5 separate regions of the Sus scrofa genome follow, and regions 2, 3, 4 and 5 are each linked to region 1. The links are chromatin contacts, called in public HiChIP or PLAC-seq and promoter capture Hi-C maps. All regions are on one chromosome and are shown on one strand. The core of a region is the stretch at or near the end of the contact, and the rest is flanking DNA. Distances in the headings are between cores, read along the strand shown.

Region 1 (3,457 bases), core at 643-3,142:
GGTCTCCCTGCTCCATTTTAGAGTTCTCTTAGCTAGCTACATTGACTCCATTTTTACTTCCCGATCCCACTAACAAAGGGGATTAAAAAGCCCTAGGAAAAAAACCTGGCTGACAAAACTATGACTCCAACCCTTACACTGCTGACTTCATGGCCCTATGTGAAAAAGAGCACTGGGTTTGACGAGGGTAGCCTGTCAAGAAGATATTAAGCTTCTGGTTCAGGAGACAAGACACACAGGAACTCATGGAGCAGTGTTTCTGTCCTCTAAAGCTCACAGCTGCCACATTTCTGCTCCTAGTTTTTGGAAATACCTCTGGACTGTAGAGCAATCACCACAAAGATTCTGAGAAACTGAGTCGTCCCTCCAATGACATCCAAATAAAGCATCAAACCAAATGTTTCCACTGGATTTTACAGATCCCTGTGACCAATTTAAGTTCCCATTACAGTACAATACGGACAAAAAGAGATATTTTATCTGTCAATATCTTTTGATTAGCACTGTGTCTTGTTTTACAGAGCCTCATTTAGCCTCAAGGGGAATCTTAAAAGCACATTCTGAATAGAAGTTAGGCTTTGGGAAACACACTGAAGAAAACGCAAATAAAAAATATTAAAGCCTTAAAAAGCATTATCAACTGCTACTCTAAAATTCTAGACACTTGAGGCTGATGTTTCCTGAACCAGTTCTTCCATACAGTATTCCCTGACTGGGTGTGGTAGCATTAGTATTGCATATAATAAATGTAATCATGTATCATCACGCTTTTTGGACTCTATAAAAACACCACTGTCAGCCTGTTGAAAAGATTGGCTTGATTGTCACGTATATTCAGAACCAAAGCATCTAGATAAGGCATTATACAGAAGTTGTACCTACCTGTTTTAAATTACCTTTAGTATAGACAGTGGTTAAGAAGAGACTCTGCTTCATTAGGGTTTGGATTCCAGCGGTGCCATTTACTTCACCACAAACTCTATTTCTCCACCTTTAAAGTGAGGATAATGATATTCTAGAGGAGTTGTTGTGCGGATTAAGTGAGTAATTACTTGTAAAGCTGTCAGAACAGTGCCTTGGCAACAGCCAGTATTAATGTGCTCCTTTTAAGACCATTATCCCTCCAGAATCTCATGGATTTAAATTTGAATGCTCTTAAAAAGCAGAGAAATCAAAGCTGTCACATTTTTTCAACGCTCTAATTTTATTAGTTGCTCGAGGCTTTCGAAGTATTTAGAACAAGGCAGATAGCATTGACGGTAACAGTCAAAACAAAAAGAGGGGGGAAAAAACCCACCCAGGTCGTTTGCTAGTTTCATTTAAAAAATTCTCTGTTCAAAAATTCTAGTATGACCGTCCTTGGTTATCCTTTGCGATTATACATTTTCTTCAAAACACGGTTTTGTTTTTAAGAGAAGTTAATCTGAGGACTAAGAAAAAAGCACAGCATTTCCCTTGAACACACTGAGATCTGGGTGTACAGTGGAAGCTTAAACGCTGGCGTTTCTAGAGGGTCGGCAATTAAGACCTCACTGAGACATTCATTCCCTCGAATTACCAAAATTGAAAAACCAGGAAGAGCGCCACGAGGCCTCAGATCCAGACTAAACTTTCCCTGGAAGCAACAAGGAGCACCCAGAGGAGAAGCCGAGCCTCCGAGTATATCCAGGCCCTGACTGCGGCCTCTGCGTCTCTCTCGGAGAACGAGAGGCTTCTTTCTCTCCTCTGCCCCGCGCTTTTGCGAGAACAGCAAGCGGGCCAAGCGACGAACGCACGCAGCAAACAAGAGTGGAGTGCTAGCTGTCAGAACACGACCCGACGTCCCACCCGGAAAGCGCCTGCGCGCAGGAGGCTGCGGCGGCGGCGGAAGCAAGAGGGGCGGGGCGGCGGGCGTTTCCGGCGTGCGCGGCTGAGCGCTCGGGCGGAGGCAAGGCCGGCTCCCAATCGCGCACAATGAGACAGCGCTGAGCGCCGGAAGTGGGGCTGAAGGAAAACACGGAGAGGGAGCCTGGTCGGGACAGGAAGAGGCGGGGGACCGCGGCGGAGGTGGTGAGTGCTCCCGGGCGCCTTTTCGCCTGTGTCTTTCTCAGTTTCGCGTCTGGGGTGGGTCTCCGGTGGGTTCTCGGGTCTCCGGAGTAGCGGGCGGGCCCAGGAGGGGAGATACGTTGGCTTCATCCTCTGCCGTCCTCCTCGCCCTAGTTGTGAGGACCCGGGAGCCCCCGGGCCGGTGGGGACTGAGCTCTCGGGCTGGAGTCCGCATCTTCACTTTGTGTCAGACCCTACGGGGACTAGAGAAGCAGGAATCTCGGTGGAGGCACTCGCTCCCGGCCCCCTGTTTTGCCGGGGGGACCCCGGAACCCTATCGAGGAGGCAGGTCACTTCCTGCTTCCTGGTCCCCGCGGTGGCTTCGTGGCCAGGAGTGCGGAGACGCCTCCTATTTCTCCGCCTCCGACCCGAAGAGTGGAAACTGAGGCAGATCGGAGGTGGGGCTGTCACATGGGGATCGAAGAGGGAGAATTTCTGTTCGTGACAAAACCAAACTTGTTTGGAGTTGAGGATGAGGACTGGGCAGGTTAGCTGGACTTGTCCATCGGTCGGAAAGCCAGCCCCTCTGACCAGAGCGGAGCCTTGGTCGGGAGCCCAGCCCCTCCGAAGCCCAAGCTATAGAAGTCGGGCCTTCTGAACAGTGGTGAGCGGAGCGGAGGCCCCGGGATACCGAGAAGGGATGGAAAAGTGGCGATAAGATGTACTACTTCACAAAGTTTCGGTTACTTTGTATAACACTTAAAAATAATTGTCAGCTTGTTTTTAAAAGACCGTTTGGGGAGTTCTCTAAAGTATAGGCTTAGGGTGAAGTTTGTTTTTTGTTTTGTTTTGTAAGAAGAGCCTTAGTTATATGGGTAAAAAGTCAACCAGCTTGTCATGAGTGACAGTGTTTTTATTCTCCAATTTTTAAGACAGACTCATAGATTTAATCTTTATGTTAAAGAACGAGTACTAATTTCATGAAGAATATTATGGTATTAAGCCTCCTGACTTCTAGCATAATGCACTGACTATTGGAATGTGACGGAAATTAGGAAAAGAAGAGTTTTCTTACAGGCTTTTGAGCATCTTGCAATAACTGTGGTATTTTGTGTACTTGGCATGATATCCTATAATAGTTTGATACCTTCTTATAGGTGCAGAGTAAGAAAATTGAAGTCAAAGACCATGGGAGATGCTGCCAAACCTTATTTTGTGAAGCGTGCTAAAGAGCGAGGGACTACTGATGATGAAGATTTCAGAAGGGGTCACCCCCAACAAGATTATTTAATAATGGATGATTATGCTAAAGGCTATAGCAGTAAAATGGAAAAAGGCCCTCCCAAAAAAAAATTAACACCAGGGAACTATGGGAATACCCCCAGAAAAGGACCATATGCTGTTTCCAGCAATCCATATGCATTTAAGAACC
Region 2 (3,457 bases), core at 652-3,151, 1.4 Mb before region 1:
GCCAGGGATTGAACCCACAACCTCATGGTTCCCAGTAGGATTTGTTAACCACTGCGCCACAACGGGAACTCCACATCATCTATTTTTGTCATGGGTTGATACCCAAAAGATTTCCAATTTAAAATACATCCCAACAGACCACAGTCAGGAACAGCAATGCCATTCTCAGGAGCCGACTAATGTGAGTTTAAGATTCCAAAGTTTGCTCATCCTAAGCCTAAAACTAGTTTTGACTACAGTTGCTGAGGAACTCAGTTTCACCTAGTTTTTTTAACAGATAAGCCAATCAGACATAGAGGACAGGACAAAACATAAACCCTAGGACCCAGAGTGAAACCAGCCTAGAGACCAAGGGTCCAGGACTCGAACCCAAGCCTGGCAGTCAGTTTCTGCCACTGGGAAGAGTGACTTCAGGAAACCCTATCCACACCTGTGTTCCCTGCACCCAGAAGTCTCTCGTTTTCTATTATAAAGGAACTCAACCTTCCCCAGTCACAGAAAAGGTGGCTGCCAAACCCAGAAATCGCTAGTTTTCCACCAGAAGGAATGCAACCTCCCAGTGGTAGAACTCAGAACCCCTGGGCTCGAACCCAGGGTGAAACGAGGATCCCAACCCCAGTTGTGTGCGTCTTAAATTCTGCTTTAATCAAACGGGAGACTACTGCGATATCCATACTTATTATAGCAGCAGTTCTGGATGCTACTCACCTGCCCCCCAACACCCCGGAAGTCTGAGGGTACTGAACAAATCCGTTCAGGTCGCCACTTTGCCCACAGAGAGCCAGCTGGTGAGCAGTCTCTGAACCAGTAGACACCCAGCAGATTCATGTCTGACCAAGAGAACTCAACCAACATGAGAAGACAAGTCCACTTCACTCCAGTGTGGCCAGCTCCCTTTGTCCCTCCTCAGGGCACATGCCCCATCAGGGTCACCAGAAATTGTTGCTGGATTCAACGGATCCATCTTTTGGAGTGCTCAGCCGATGAACACACCAAGTGTATCCCATGAAAGCAGAAGCATTTATTACTGGTCACAAGTAAGGAGACAGGGAGATAGCTTTCAAAGCATTATCTGGTTAACAGCAGGTGCTCAATAAACGATGCATGAATCAGTGTATGAGCTGCCTTAGGACAGCAGCGATGTGCCTATGAGGCGGTCATGGGTAGCACCTGTCGAGCTTCTGGCCTCAGTGTGGTCCAGAAGACGCTTCTTTGTGCCTGTGACTATTTTCTCTGCAAAACGCAGGGATTAGAAACAAAAGTCCCCAATAAAGCTCAAATTATAGGATTCTTGAGAAGGTGTCTGAATGCAGGGCCCTCCAAACGAGCCATCAGACAATTGAGAAACAGGGGAAATCACGTCTCCTGAAGCTTGTCGGAAGAGCCAGGTGGCAGGCCAAGTAGGGGTGGACAGATAACAGACAGCAAATGTCAGGTGGCGATGGTGCCACAGCAGTTAGAGCCTCGAGCCTGAAGCTTGCAGCTCAGGCTTTTCTCTCGCTAGCTGCGCTGCACCGCGCACCTGGCTTAACCTTCTGAACTTACGTTTTATATTGGGGATTGCGAGGGTGGGATCAGGACTGCACCTCCGTGGCCCAGGGGTTGAGGGGACTGAAGGAAACCATGCAGGTGGCCCAGAGTCGCCCTTGGCAATGGCTCCGCGGGAGGCGTGGCGCGACGACAGCGGAGGAAGCGGAGGTGGCGGCCGGCTGCAGGGGTTGGGGGACCGCCCTGTGGTTGGAGGAACCGAGACTGGACGTGGATCCCGGACGTTGGGGCGGGCGGGGGCGGAGCGCGGAGGTGTTCCCGGGGGCGGAGGGCGGTGACCCGCGCTTATAGGCTCTCCGAGGCAACCCGCTGGGATCCAGCCACTCCGAGCTGTGCTGACACCCGGCGGCCTTGAGGGCGCACTCCAACCTTATCCCGCGGTGTCCCGCCGTCCGCACCTGCCGCTTGCACCTTGCAGCCCAGAGCGCAGCAGCCCGGCCTCAGCATGACGGACCAGGCGGCCTTCGACACCAATATCGTCACCCTAACCCGCTTCGTCATGGAGGAGGGCAGGAAGGCCCGCGGCACCGGCGAGATGACCCAGCTGCTCAACTCGCTGTGCACCGCGGTCAAAGCCATCTCCACCGCAGTCCGCAAGGCGGGCATCGCGCACCTGTGAGTCAGGTCTCCGCAACCCCCCTTCCTCGCCCCTCGGCCATGACCGTGACCTCTTTCTCTGGTTAGGGATCGCTGGGCAGTCCAATGTCTGGTCCTCTGCTGCTGCTCATGCTGCTGCTCCCAGCCTCTCTGTCTGACAGTAGAGATCCCTCTCTCTCTCTCTGGGAGCCACTCTGCAAAAACTTGCCCAGCCACACGCAAAGCCTTTCTGTGCTTTGACCTCCTTCATTCCCTTTGGAATAGAGATCCCAAGTCAGGTTTCTCATTCAACATCTCCTTGACCCTACACAAGTCCTGTTAGGAGCAGGGGAACACCCAGGCAGGCTGGGAGGACCTCCGCAAGTTCAGAGCTTTCAGGGGCCGCAAGGCTGGTGTGCACAGGGCTGCAGTAGGGCTAGGGTGGGCCTTGAGAGTCTGCATTTGGAAGAAGTTTTTCTGTGGTAGGTGGTGCCCAGGCTGCTGGTCCACAGATCATATTGGGTTGTAGCAAAAGGACAGGACATGGGGATTCAAAGGGCTCCTTCTTGTGAGGCTTTTTTTTTTTTTTTTTTTTCTAAGTAACGCAATTACCCTTTCGTTTATTCTGATATGTATGACGGGTATTTTATTTTTAGACTGGTCCTCGATTTTGCTGAAGGGGACCTGGGTTTTCAGATTGCCCACACTCCTTCCTTTCCATCACTCAGGGACACTTTAAACATTGTGCACGATGCATAGCCGATCTGAAAAAGAACAACCCCTGTAGCCAAGATCCCTTTCCTGGTCAGCTGTTGGTCCTACAGGGTGGCTTGGTAGAGCTAACTTTTAAGGAAGTGGTGTATCATCATTGTATTTATTTTCAGATGTCTAGCAGGGATGGGCTTTGCTGGGAGATGGGTCTGGACAGTGTGTTAGGAAGGTGGTGATTCCATTGCTATTTCACCTGTGGCCTCTCTTAATAACATTTCTTTTTTATTCTTTTTTGTTGTTATTGTTGTTGTTTTGCTTTTTAGGGCCACACGTGCAGCATATGGAAGTTCCCAGGCTAGGGGTCAAATCAGAGCTGCAGCTGCCAGCCTAGCTACAGCCACAGCCACGCAGGATCTGAGACACATCTGTGACCTACACCTCAGCTCACAGCAGTACCAGAACCTTAACCCATTGAACGAGGCCAGGGATCGAACCCTCATCCTCATGGATGCTAGTCGGATTCGTTACCTCTGAGTCACAACAAGAACTCCTCCTAATGCCATTTCTGAGGACCTTTTGCTCTAAGAAACACTCAAGTAAAATCTTACTTTAAATTTAGTTA
Region 3 (3,457 bases), core at 588-3,087, 1.4 Mb before region 1:
AGCACAACACATTCTGATTGAAATAACTATCAAAGAAAAAAAAATCAGATTATAGAGCAATGGGTATATTTTCCTATTTTGTAAAATGAAATTGTGTGTATATACATATAGGCATATATGCATCAAAAAATCCAGAAGGAGAATAACTAACAGGTATTCAGCACCTATTATGTGACCGGTATATCTTACCACTTTAATCTTCATAACCGCTCTGTAAGGTAGAAGTTTTATTGTTACCGACGTTTACAAGTCAGGAAAGTGAGGTTTCAGGAGCTTTTCGAATTGTACACAGGTCTCTCTGCCCCTGGAGAAACTGCTGGGACCACCCTGTGCAGACCCGCCAGAGGTGCCTATTACCAACTCAAACCCACCACCACCAGCAGCTCTGATGCAGTTATTTCTAGGGAGCGTGTTGGAGGATGGGCTCTGTAGGGCTTTTTGTTCAACAAGCACCTATTTTTTTTCATTATAAAAATTGAAGTTCCTATCGTGGCGCAGTGGAAATGAATCCGACTAGTAACCATGAGGTTGCGGCTTCAAACCCTGGCCTCCTTCGATGGGTGAAGGATCCTGCGTTGCTGTGGCTGTGGTGTGGGCCAGCAGCTGTAGCTCTGATTTGATTCCTAGCCTGGGAACCTCATATGCTGCAATTGCAGCCCTAAAAGGGAAAAGTTAAAAAAAAAAATGCAGGCATTCTCATTGTTGCTCAGTGGGTTGGTTAAGAACCCAACTAGTATCTAATGAGGATGTGGGTTTGATCCCTGGCCTCAGTGGGTTAAGGATCTGATGTTGTCGTGAACTGTGGTGTAAATGTGTGTAGACCACAGACGCAGCTTGGATCTGGTGTTGATGTGGCTGTGGCATAGGCTGGGAGTTGGAACCCCAACTGGACCCCTAGCCTGGGAATTTCTGCACGCTGCAGGTGCAGCCCTAAAAAGAAAAGGAAAAAAAAAAAAATGCAAGTCCGGAGAAATTGAAAGGATAAAGAATTGATAAAATAACCCTGGTGCTAGGCATTGTGCTAGGAATAGAATTTATTTTCTTCCAGATTTGAATATCTATTATAAATATCCATCTAAAATAAATTTTTTGTTGGAAATAAAAAGCATTTTTTTTTCTTTTTAGGGCTGCACCTGTGGCATATGGAAGTTCCCAGGCTAGGGGTCGAATCGGAGCTGCAACTCTCAGTCTACACCACAGCCACGGCAACGCCAGATCCAAGCCATGTCTGCAACCTACATCACGAGTCACGGCATCACTGGATCCTTAACCCACTGAACGAAGCCATGGTTCAAACCTACATCTTCATGGATACTAGTCAGGTTTGTTACTGCTGAGCCACAACAGGAAATCCATAAAAAGCGTACTTTTTATTGGAAATAAAAAGCATCCCTTTCAAACATGTGAGAGAACCCTGGCTAAGAGGTGCCAGGATTGCCACTATTTTGTTATGTGACCTATTCCCCAGATAAGGTATCTGCCAATCTGTGTCTGTGATGAAAGGGAAGGAGGCACCGCAGCGGAGATACAAGAAGAATCCTTTGGAGCCCTTGAATAACAGGGTTTTAGGGACCCTTGTTTTCCGCAGATGAATTTCCCATCTCCTACCTGCTACTAAATGGTTGCTTCTTAGGATCTTTAAAGAAGAAGCTTCATCAAGAAAAAGTAGGTCTGTGGTTCCGGGTTGCCTGTTCTATTTACAGCTTGCTTAAGGGCTCTGGCAGCCTTCAGATGAGCCAGGCCAGAGAGGTTTCCTTGAGGGCTTGCCCAGTTATCTCAACCACGTGGGTGGTGGCACTTCCCCCTTAAAGGTCCTGGCCCAGCTAGGACAGACTCATAATCAGCTCTGATTCAGCGGCGGACGGATCAGTCCTTACAGATAAGGCTTTGCTTCTGCAGGTAGACAAGGACTTGAAGCATTCCCTAGCATCATGGGGGACAGAAGCCCCTTCGAAACAGATATGCTCACCCTGACCCGCTATGTTATGGAAAAGGGCCGGCAGGCCAAAGGCACCGGGGAGCTCACGCAGCTGCTCAACTCCATGCTGACGGCCATCAAAGCCATCTCCTCTGCCGTGCGCAAGGCCGGCCTGGCCAACCTGTGAGTCCCATCCAGGCCGGGGGTGGGGGTGGGGTGGGGGCAGGGCTGCAGGTGTTGGGGCTGGATACCCTCAGGTCAAAAGCTATTAGCCTGTGTGCCCTGGCGGGGGGTGGAGGGGTGGGGTGTTGGAGCGAGTTGCCTTGAAAGATTCTTCCAGGGGTGCGTTGATAAAAGGGACTTTGCCTTGTGTCACGGAAGGAACAGGAGTTCCGTTGTGGCTCAGAGGGAACAAATCCAACTAGTATCCATGAGGATGTGGGTTCGATCCCTGGCCTCGCGCAGTGGATTAAGGATGCGGCATTGCTGTGGCTGTGGTGGAGGCCGGCAGCTACAACTCCGATTTGACCCCGAATGTGGGAACTTCCATATGCCAAAGGTGCAGCCCTAAAAAGAAAAAAAAAAAAAAAAAGAAGAAGAACAAAATACTTGGAGACACGCTATGGAGAAAAATATATATGATTTTTCCAGCTGCCACGTATTGTAATGATAACAAGCTCAGGGCCTTGTTCCACTAAAACCTACCCTGAGTTATGGGGACTTGCGTTTGCATTCTCCCTGGCACAAAGCGACTGCCAGGAGACTTGAGATGGCTCTTTAATGCCTTTGCAGATATGAGCCCTTTATTGTCTTGCCCTTTGCCTACAGTCGTTGGCAGCTAGAAATCATTTACCAAATGACTCCCTGCAACCCAAGCTCCTTCTCCCTTCTTACCATCAAAAGGAGTCTTTTGCTTTTAAAAACAATTTGTTATTTCTTCTCTGGGACTTAATCTCCTCTCCACTTGGTGTGCGGGAACCTGGGAGGTGCAGGGGGCCAAGGAGGAGGGAACTCAGAGCATTTTGAGCTCTTGGTGCTTTATCCAAACCCAGATCGGCAGCCAAGTTCATGCTACGGCTGCTGATCCTCACAGTCAAGGGTCTAGTTTAAGTCTATGATGAAAAGAAGCAAGTCTTGGAGTTCTTGTCATGGCTCAGTAGAAACGAATCTGACTAGCATCCATGAGCACAGAGGTTTGATCCCTGGCATCGCTCAGTGGGTTAAGGATCCGACGTTGCCGTGAGCTGCAGTGTAGGTCGAAGATGCGGCTTGGATCCCACGTTGCTGTGGCTGTGGTGTAGGCTGGCAGCGGTAGCTCCAATTCGACCCCTAGCCTGGGAACCTCCATATGCTGTGGGTGCGGCCCTAAAAAGACAAAAAAAAAAAAAAAAAAAAAAGCAAGTCTTTCTTTGGGGCTTCCATTTTCCTGGTAGCAATTCCAGTTTGAGGTCCTCTCAGAAGTTAGCAGGACCCATTATGATCATCATCATTACAAAATGAAGAAATATCAAAGTCCAATAATTAAAATATTTATTCTTA
Region 4 (3,457 bases), core at 619-3,118, 1.3 Mb before region 1:
GTCCTTCGAGGGCGCCGGTGGCACTAAAAGCCCAACAAGAACCACAGTGACCCTGAAAATAAAATTGAAAATGTCTTAGTCTACAAAATAAATAGCGAGACTTTGACAATAGCCCATACATCTGAACACTCTTTAAAAAACTAGACAAATGCGGGGTTCCTGCTATGGCGAAAGAGGATTGGTGGCATCTTGGGAGCGCTGGGATGCAGGTTCAATCCCCGGCCAGGCACAGTGAGTTAAGGATCTGGTGTTGCTTAGATTGTAACTATGGCTTGGATCTGATCCCTGGCCTGGGACCTCCAAATGCCATGGGGCAGCCAAAAAAAGACGATCAAATTGTTGTTTTATGGACATGTTGTTCCATAGTCTATCATAGTAGTAGCCAGGATGGCCATTCCTACTTGGCTTTACTCTTGGAAAGGGATCGGATCTGAATGCTGTCGTACCTGATTCTTCACAGCAGTTACATAGCCTTTCTCTCTCCAATCCACAGAATGGGGGGTCAAAGCAGAGCCAGCGTCAAGGAATACTTTTCCCTTCTTGTGCTTCTGGTTTTGAAAACCATTCATCGTCTTCCTGAATTCTTCATTGGTCTTGGGGGTGGGGGGAAGGAAGGTTGAAGAGCAGGAGGTTATTTGGTTAAAGTATAAAGGAGAGGATGCATAAAATGTTCAGCAACTCATGCCACACTCACCATGTCACCAAAGGCATTCATGGCCATGGTGAAGCTATGTTTCCCTTGCCTGTGTTCCCAATTGTGCCGTTCAATCATTTTCATGTTCTTCTCCCATACGGCTCTCCGCCTTCCTTCTTCATTCTAGAGGCAAAGACCGGAACCTGTTCTCTTTGTTTCTGTTTAAAACCAACTCACCTTCACCAAGTGGATTTGTAGACAGAGAGGAAGAGAAACCATGGCCAGAGGTGGCTTTGTACTCCTGGGTGTCCCGTGCCCACATGACAGGCACCTATGCCCAGGCTGTACTCAGTAATGGGCTCTGCGAAGTTACTGACTGGGTAAGAGCGGCCTCAAGAGGTTACGCTCTGCTATCAGCTTCCCAACAGCATGGACAATTCTCTGTGGGGTTTCAGATGGACGGTTTCAGAGGTTACCAACCAAGCCATAGAGTTTCCTGTGTGTTGCCTTCCACTTGTACCAGTCTGCATCTAAACTGTGATCATGTCTTGGAGCAGCTGAGGCTATTCCCAAGCAAAAGGCAGCCAGGAGGAGTGAAGGATTCATGTTTCAAAGATCTAAGAAGAGAAAAGAAATGAGTACATGAGGACACCCATCTTTCTAAAAAAAGTCCATCCTACTGTATTCTGAAACGTTGCAGCCATTATGGTGGAGTGAAAAACACTTAATTTATCCTCCAAAGTCCACAAGGACTAAGGGCAGACTAAGGGTATGGGTGGAGAAAAAGATCCCAGAGCCCATTCCCTGGAGGGGACAGGGCCAGTCTCTCCTGGGACTCAGAGCCTGTTCCCGCCCCGCAGGAGGAACCAGGCGGGGGGCGTGCCGCTCCGCTCCCCGCCCCTGGAGCACGACCGCCGCTCCCAGAGCAGGTCAAAGCGTAGTGGGGAGCTGCGGGTTCCATAGTACGGCCTGCGGGGGTCAGGTTGCGGGGTCTAGCTGGCGCCTCCTGGTACCTCTCAACCCCAAGCCCTCGACCCCCAAGGCTGGCAGTCTCGCTGGTTCCCGGGGCGACCCCTTCGCGCCAGGTCCCAGCCCCGGGCGCTCACCTGCGGCGGGCGCAGTCAACAGCTGCAGATCCACTGGCGTCTGAAGTTGGGACAGTGACCCCAAGTCCTCCCATTTAACTATCCGGGATTCCGCTTGGCCGGCACCGCCCCCACCAGCCCGCTCCGCGATTGGCTGAGCTGCCTGTGGGCGGGGCCCTAGTCCTGGGATTCCTGGCGCGTGAGAAGGCAGGTCCCAGCTTGTCCCGTGCCAACCCCTAGGGCCCGGAGGCGGCTAGCTGGGGACCCCCGGGCAGCGCTGAGAGAGGGTCTGGCGCCTCCTTGGGGATCCAATCAACTAATTACCTGGAATTCGTGCGCTCGGCGAGTGGTTCCTGAGAAAAATCTTATGAGGAGAGCCCCCAAAGGAATTTCAGCGTAACCCTTTAGTCCTAGAGTTTGGGGTGAAAATCTGCAGGGGACCTGAGAACCGTCTAGTCTAGGGGTTCCCGCTTATTCCGCAGCAAATGTGGGACGGAGTGAAGGAATGCACAGCCCACAGGAAGATACCTCCGCGGTTGAGGGTGGTACCCGCTGGGTTTGAGAAGAATCTGAGCGGAATGGCATGTCAAAGCCCGTGACGTGCTGGTTTTGGCTCAGATGCCAGGAGGAAAAGGGGACGAAATTGAGTGGGTCTCTAGAGAAGGCGTGGCATTTTGTAATGTCGCTTTCCTGTCTTCCCCCGTCTGGGGTTTTTGCCTCTCAAGCCTTCTTCAAAACCTACAGAAAGAAGTTATATACAGAAAAATTTAGTTTAATTAAAAAAAAGGAAAGTTGAAGGGTAGAAACTTTTTACCTTCCCATTCTCTGCGTCGTGGATTAATATGCCTTTTTCTTAGTATCGAAAGTGCTCTTCTTGAGATTTAAGAAATATGACTTCAATGATTTATACTTTAAATGACACATGTCAGGATTTAAATGACAATGAAACATTTTAAATGGAGGAAAATATATTTCTATATTAAATATCTATTTATATAATTAAGAATTTAAGGAACACAAACCAGAAAGGTTGTATATGTTTGTCCTTCATTACATTAAAAAAAAGTCATTGTAGAAAATATCTTTTAGAAAAAATTATCATTACCTCGTGTCCCCACATTACCTTTGTCTAGACATCATTTGATTTTTTCTTTTTTTGATAAAAATGGAGTCATTTTTCATTGGACCTTAAGTAATTTCTGCTTGGGTTAAGTTGATAAGCATTCTAGAAGCACAATCAGACACATAATTTTACTGTGTTAATATGTACATAATCTAAAAATGTCTACTTTAATAACCATTTTTAAGTGTGCAGTTCAGTGGCATTAAGTACATCCACATTGTTGTGTAACCATCACCATCATCCATCTTTGGAAATTTTTCGTATTTCAAAACTGAAACTCTATACTTGTGAAACAATAACTCTGCATGTCTCCCTGTCTTAGCCTTTGGCAACCACCATTCTAGTTCTGCATCTATGAATCTGGCTACTCTGTGTACTTCACATAAGTAGAATCATGGAGTACTTGTCATTTTATGCCAAAATGACATTATGTTAAGTGAAATAAGCACGCGGAAATAATGACATGCATAACTTGGGGTTTATTCATGTTGTAGCATGTGTCCGAATTTCCCTTTTTTGGAAGGTGGATAAAATCACTCGTATGGATGTACCATGTTTTATTTCTCCAATCATCCCTGGATGCTGGATGGATGGTTGGTTTATTTCCACCTCTGT
Region 5 (3,457 bases), core at 510-3,009, 1.0 Mb before region 1:
TTTTGAGAGCTCCCTTCATTTAGTCACTCAGTAAATCCCCAACATACAGTTAGCTCCTCTTAGGCATGAGCCCCCAATGACTTCAGGTCCATACTAAATGTGGACAGAAATATTCTGATACAGCAACTTTTAAAAAGTCACTTCCTTTCTGAACTATCACTTGAAAAATCATTTTAGTGAAAATCAACTTTCACAATTCTTGTTAGGTAATCTAGGGTGTGGGTGTTTCTGAATTTCCTTTTCATGGGAAAAAAAGGAAGCACTGAATCAGGGGACATCAGGGGTCTATGAAAAAAGATGTATTTTGATACACATGGAAATAAACACATACTTTTTTGTTTGCTTAAAGATCCTTTTATCTACTTGACTCACAACATAAATACGCTGCAGTCAAATTCCCAATGTTGAATTTAAATTTGGGTGTGGAATCTGGCTTTTCTGCTAAAGTTAGACCAGGGCACTACCTACCCTGTCAAATCCCTGGTGAAAGGGAAACCCATCCAGCCCTTGGAGGCCCCCAATGAAATCCTTCTTTGTTCACCTGGAACTGAAAGGCTTCACATTCAGAATCACAGCTCCCTCCCACAGCACTGGAAGTATGCTCTGAATCCAGATAGCCATATTAGACTCTCAATCAGGGATTTGTTAAAAATTTAACGTTGCGAATGAAACCAGAGCAACCACTGAGACCAACCACGTAATTAAATTCATGGTTCAAGGAAGTTTCAAAATCCAATTCAACATCTGACAAGTCTCCATGTGTGACCTACCTATACTTGTGCATATCACTCTTGAAAACTCAGAAAAAGGGCAAGTCTTAAGCTTTTAAAAATAAGCCTATTAATCAGTTTGTACTTCGTCTAAATCACACATAAGAGCGAACTCCAGCCGCAATTATATCTCAGCTTCTGCCTTATTCTGGCAGAAGGACCACGGCTGACAAGAGTTACTGCAGACAATTAAATCTCTTGTCCAGGAGTCTTGATCCATACACCCTGTGTCATAATCTAACACTGAAATCGCCCCTCCACCCCCCAGCCCCCAGGATTAGGTCGTTTATTTCTGGTCCCTGGTCGTCACTGGGTTAGTAACTCTTTTCTCTATAATTTGCGTGTCTCCTGGAAGGGCAAGGGAGACGCCTGATTTCAAACTGCATTTGTTTACCGCCCACTGCTTGCAATAACATGCATTCGCACAACCCAGAAGCGTGCGCTTCCGGCACCCCCAGTACCTGCCAAGTTCCTCGCCGGTGTCGTAGTAATCGTCCACGTTTTCCTGCCTGAACACCGTCATGATAAACTGTCACGCCTCACCAAAGCCCAGCGCACTTCAGCTCCGCTTCCCAAACCATCACCACCGCTCCTGCTCCTGCGCCTCCGTGGGCCCCTCATGCATGAGAGTCCCGTCCTTTAAAAAAAAAAAAAAAGGTAATAAGAATAACAAAATGACAACTCCCAAAGGAAGTACCTCTCCCCAGGGCTAAGACCCACTTGCTGAAGACCACCTCTCCGGAGCTGCCCCTCCCCTCCGGGTGGAGAGGAGCACTCTTTGTTAAACCCAAGCCAGGGACGCCCCCAGCCCCGCATCGCCCGCGCACGCGTGGGGCCGAGCACAACCGCACCCCAAGGTCCGCTTCCCCGAAAGCAAGGCGCTGGGCTAGGATCAAAATCGGCTCCGGAAGTGGCTGGCCTCCCCGCCTCCTCTTTCTCTGCACACACACGCCCACCCAGCTCCCCACCTCCAGGGGCGCCGCGGAAGAATGAAGCCCTCACCCGGGCGGAACACTGCTCGCTGGAAGCATCCCTCTCCTGCCTGCAGCGGCGGTGCAGCCCCCGCGCCACCTCTCGGCTCCCGCACCTCCCCGGCCACCTTCTCTCCTCCCTCGAGTCACGCAGTCCCCAGAGGCACATTCCTGGCGACTCCCGCTCCGTTACCCGGCCGACCCGGCTTGCGGCCGCCCGGGGGAGCAAGGGAGGGAAGGGAGCGGCCGAGGGAGGCGCGGCCGCCCGCTCCCGGTCCCCGCGCCTCGACACAAAGCGCCCGGCCCGCGCCACCTGTTTCCACCCGCCCCACGAGGCCGGGGGCCCCTCCCGACTGTGATCCCACTTCTCCCCGCAGTCAAGTTTACCCCGCCTCGGCCTTCCCGGTGGTCCAGGCGGCTGCCGGGGCAAACCCCGCCGCGCCGCGGCCGCGAAAGCAAAAGCAGGCGGCGGGGCCCGGGAGGAGCCGGAGAGCCGCGCGCGGCCACTCACCCGGGCGCCCGGGAGCTGCCCGGGTCCCTCCGGAGCGCTGTCCGAGGCCAACGGTAGGCGCCAGCGCCGGGAGCGAGCGGGGCGGCGGCGGGAGCGCAGGGAGGCAGCAAGTGAGGACGCTGATCCCGCGCGCGTCCGCCCGGCGTCGGCTCGGCTGAGCTCTCCCGCTCCAGCTGCAGAGCAGCCCTCGGCTCCTCGCCGCCTTCCGGGCGGAGGGCGGCCGGCAGGCGGCCAATGGGGGACCCCGCGGGCGGGCTGGCGACACGGCCCACCCACCTCCGAGCTGCCCGGCCCGGCCGTTGCTGCGGGTGCTGTGCTGCGCTGGCTGCTCCTCCCCGCTCGGGGCTCGCTGGCGCGCTCTACCGCGCACACCCCCGCACACACCCACTCACCCCGCACCCGCGTGGGGAGCGCAGCCATCGCGGCCGCGCGCACCGTGGGCGCCCCACCTGTGACACGCCGAGACCTGCCTCCTTTGGCGGGATTCCAGGGAAATGTCCTGCAAATGTGTCCTGAGCGCCTAGGGTGGGCCAGGCACTGTGCTCGGCACCAGGAAATCGCAGGGAGCGTAATAGGTTTAAAAAAATCCCTGCCCTCATGACACTTGCATTATGGTGGCGAAGCCAGACAATAAATATGTAAGCAAATAAACGAGATCACTTTAGATCCATTCTATGGAGACAAAATTGAAGGATAATGAGATAGAGAATGACAGAGCGGGAGTGGGCCACATTAGGTGGCGTTCCCCTCCTGGACAGGGCTTTTGAGCTGGGATTTGAACTATAAGAAGGTATGAGGAGTTCCCGCCTTGGCACAACTGGATCAGCGGCATCTTGGGAAGAACGCAGGTTCGATTCCCCCATAGGCCGGTACAGCGGGTTAAGGATCCAGTGTTGCAGCGGCTGCAGTTAAGGCCACGTCTATGGCTCGGATCTGACTCCTGGCCTGGGAACTTCAGATGTACAGGGTGGCCAAAAAATGAAAAAAATAAAAATAAAAAAGAAGGTATGAAACCAGAGAAGAAAGGTTTTAGGTCTCAGAGGCCCAAGGAAGCAGCAGAAATGAAAGGTCTATGCGTGCTGTCCAATATGGTATTGAGTACAGATGACTTGACATGTGGTTAGTCCCAAATGAAGAGTCCAAGAAGGGTGAAATACACATGGGATTCCAAGACTTGAATATTTTTTATATTAAATGCATGTTCA

What was found. Promoter capture Hi-C pulls out the DNA fragments that hold promoters and counts their contacts. HiChIP or PLAC-seq counts read pairs in DNA pulled down with a chosen protein or histone mark.
Region 2: a contact with region 1 is called in a promoter capture Hi-C map of liver, with 4 times the contacts expected there. The contact joins the promoter of FBP1 here to the promoter of ZCCHC6 in region 1. A contact is called at or near these places in 1 of 5 promoter capture datasets (liver) and 1 of 2 datasets of contacts at active chromatin or transcription factors (alveolar macrophages).
Region 3: a contact with region 1 is called in an H3K27ac HiChIP or PLAC-seq map of alveolar macrophages. The contact joins the promoter of FBP2 here to the promoter of ZCCHC6 in region 1. A contact is called at or near these places in 2 of 47 Hi-C or Micro-C datasets (liver and skeletal muscle) and 2 of 2 datasets of contacts at active chromatin or transcription factors (alveolar macrophages and skeletal muscle).
Region 4: an H3K27ac HiChIP or PLAC-seq map of alveolar macrophages shows a contact between it and region 1, with 13 times the contacts expected there. The contact joins the promoter of CTSL here to the promoter of ZCCHC6 in region 1. A contact is called at or near these places in 1 of 5 promoter capture datasets (fetal skeletal muscle) and 1 of 2 datasets of contacts at active chromatin or transcription factors (alveolar macrophages).
Region 5: a contact with region 1 is called in an H3K27ac HiChIP or PLAC-seq map of alveolar macrophages. The contact joins the promoter of LOC106507907 here to the promoter of ZCCHC6 in region 1. A contact is called at or near these places in 2 of 5 promoter capture datasets (fetal liver and liver), 4 of 47 Hi-C or Micro-C datasets (embryonic fibroblasts, epiblast stem cells, heart right ventricle and 1 more) and 1 of 2 datasets of contacts at active chromatin or transcription factors (alveolar macrophages).

The regions. Positions count from the first base shown.
Region 1 is chr10:28,993,672-28,997,128 of Sscrofa11.1, forward strand. It overlaps ZCCHC6 (terminal uridylyltransferase 7), which reads left to right and starts at 1,893. Exons shown (of 27, transcript XM_013989710.2): 1 at 1,893-2,049; 2 at 3,183-3,457. The coding sequence starts at 3,214.
Region 2 is chr10:27,586,708-27,590,164 of Sscrofa11.1, forward strand. It overlaps FBP1 (fructose-bisphosphatase 1), which reads left to right and starts at 1,902. Exons shown (of 7, transcript NM_213979.1): 1 at 1,902-2,163. The coding sequence starts at 1,994.
Region 3 is chr10:27,629,996-27,633,452 of Sscrofa11.1, forward strand. It overlaps FBP2 (fructose-bisphosphatase 2), which reads left to right and starts at 1,838. Exons shown (of 7, transcript NM_001167632.2): 1 at 1,838-2,101. The coding sequence starts at 2,043.
Region 4 is chr10:27,672,837-27,676,293 of Sscrofa11.1, forward strand. CTSL (cathepsin L1) reads right to left here and starts at 1,869. Exons shown (of 8, transcript XM_003130633.6): 1 at 1,741-1,869; 2 at 1,115-1,251; 3 at 695-817; 4 at 447-593; 5 at 1-52. The coding sequence starts at 1,240.
Region 5 is chr10:27,951,900-27,955,356 of Sscrofa11.1, forward strand. It overlaps LOC106507907 (basic proline-rich protein-like), which reads left to right and starts at 1,760. Exons shown (of 2, transcript XM_021064271.1): 1 at 1,760-2,305. The coding sequence starts at 1,760. It overlaps DAPK1 (death-associated protein kinase 1), which reads right to left and starts at 2,809. Exons shown (of 26, transcript XM_021064621.1): 1 at 2,702-2,809; 2 at 1,232-1,407. The coding sequence starts at 1,293.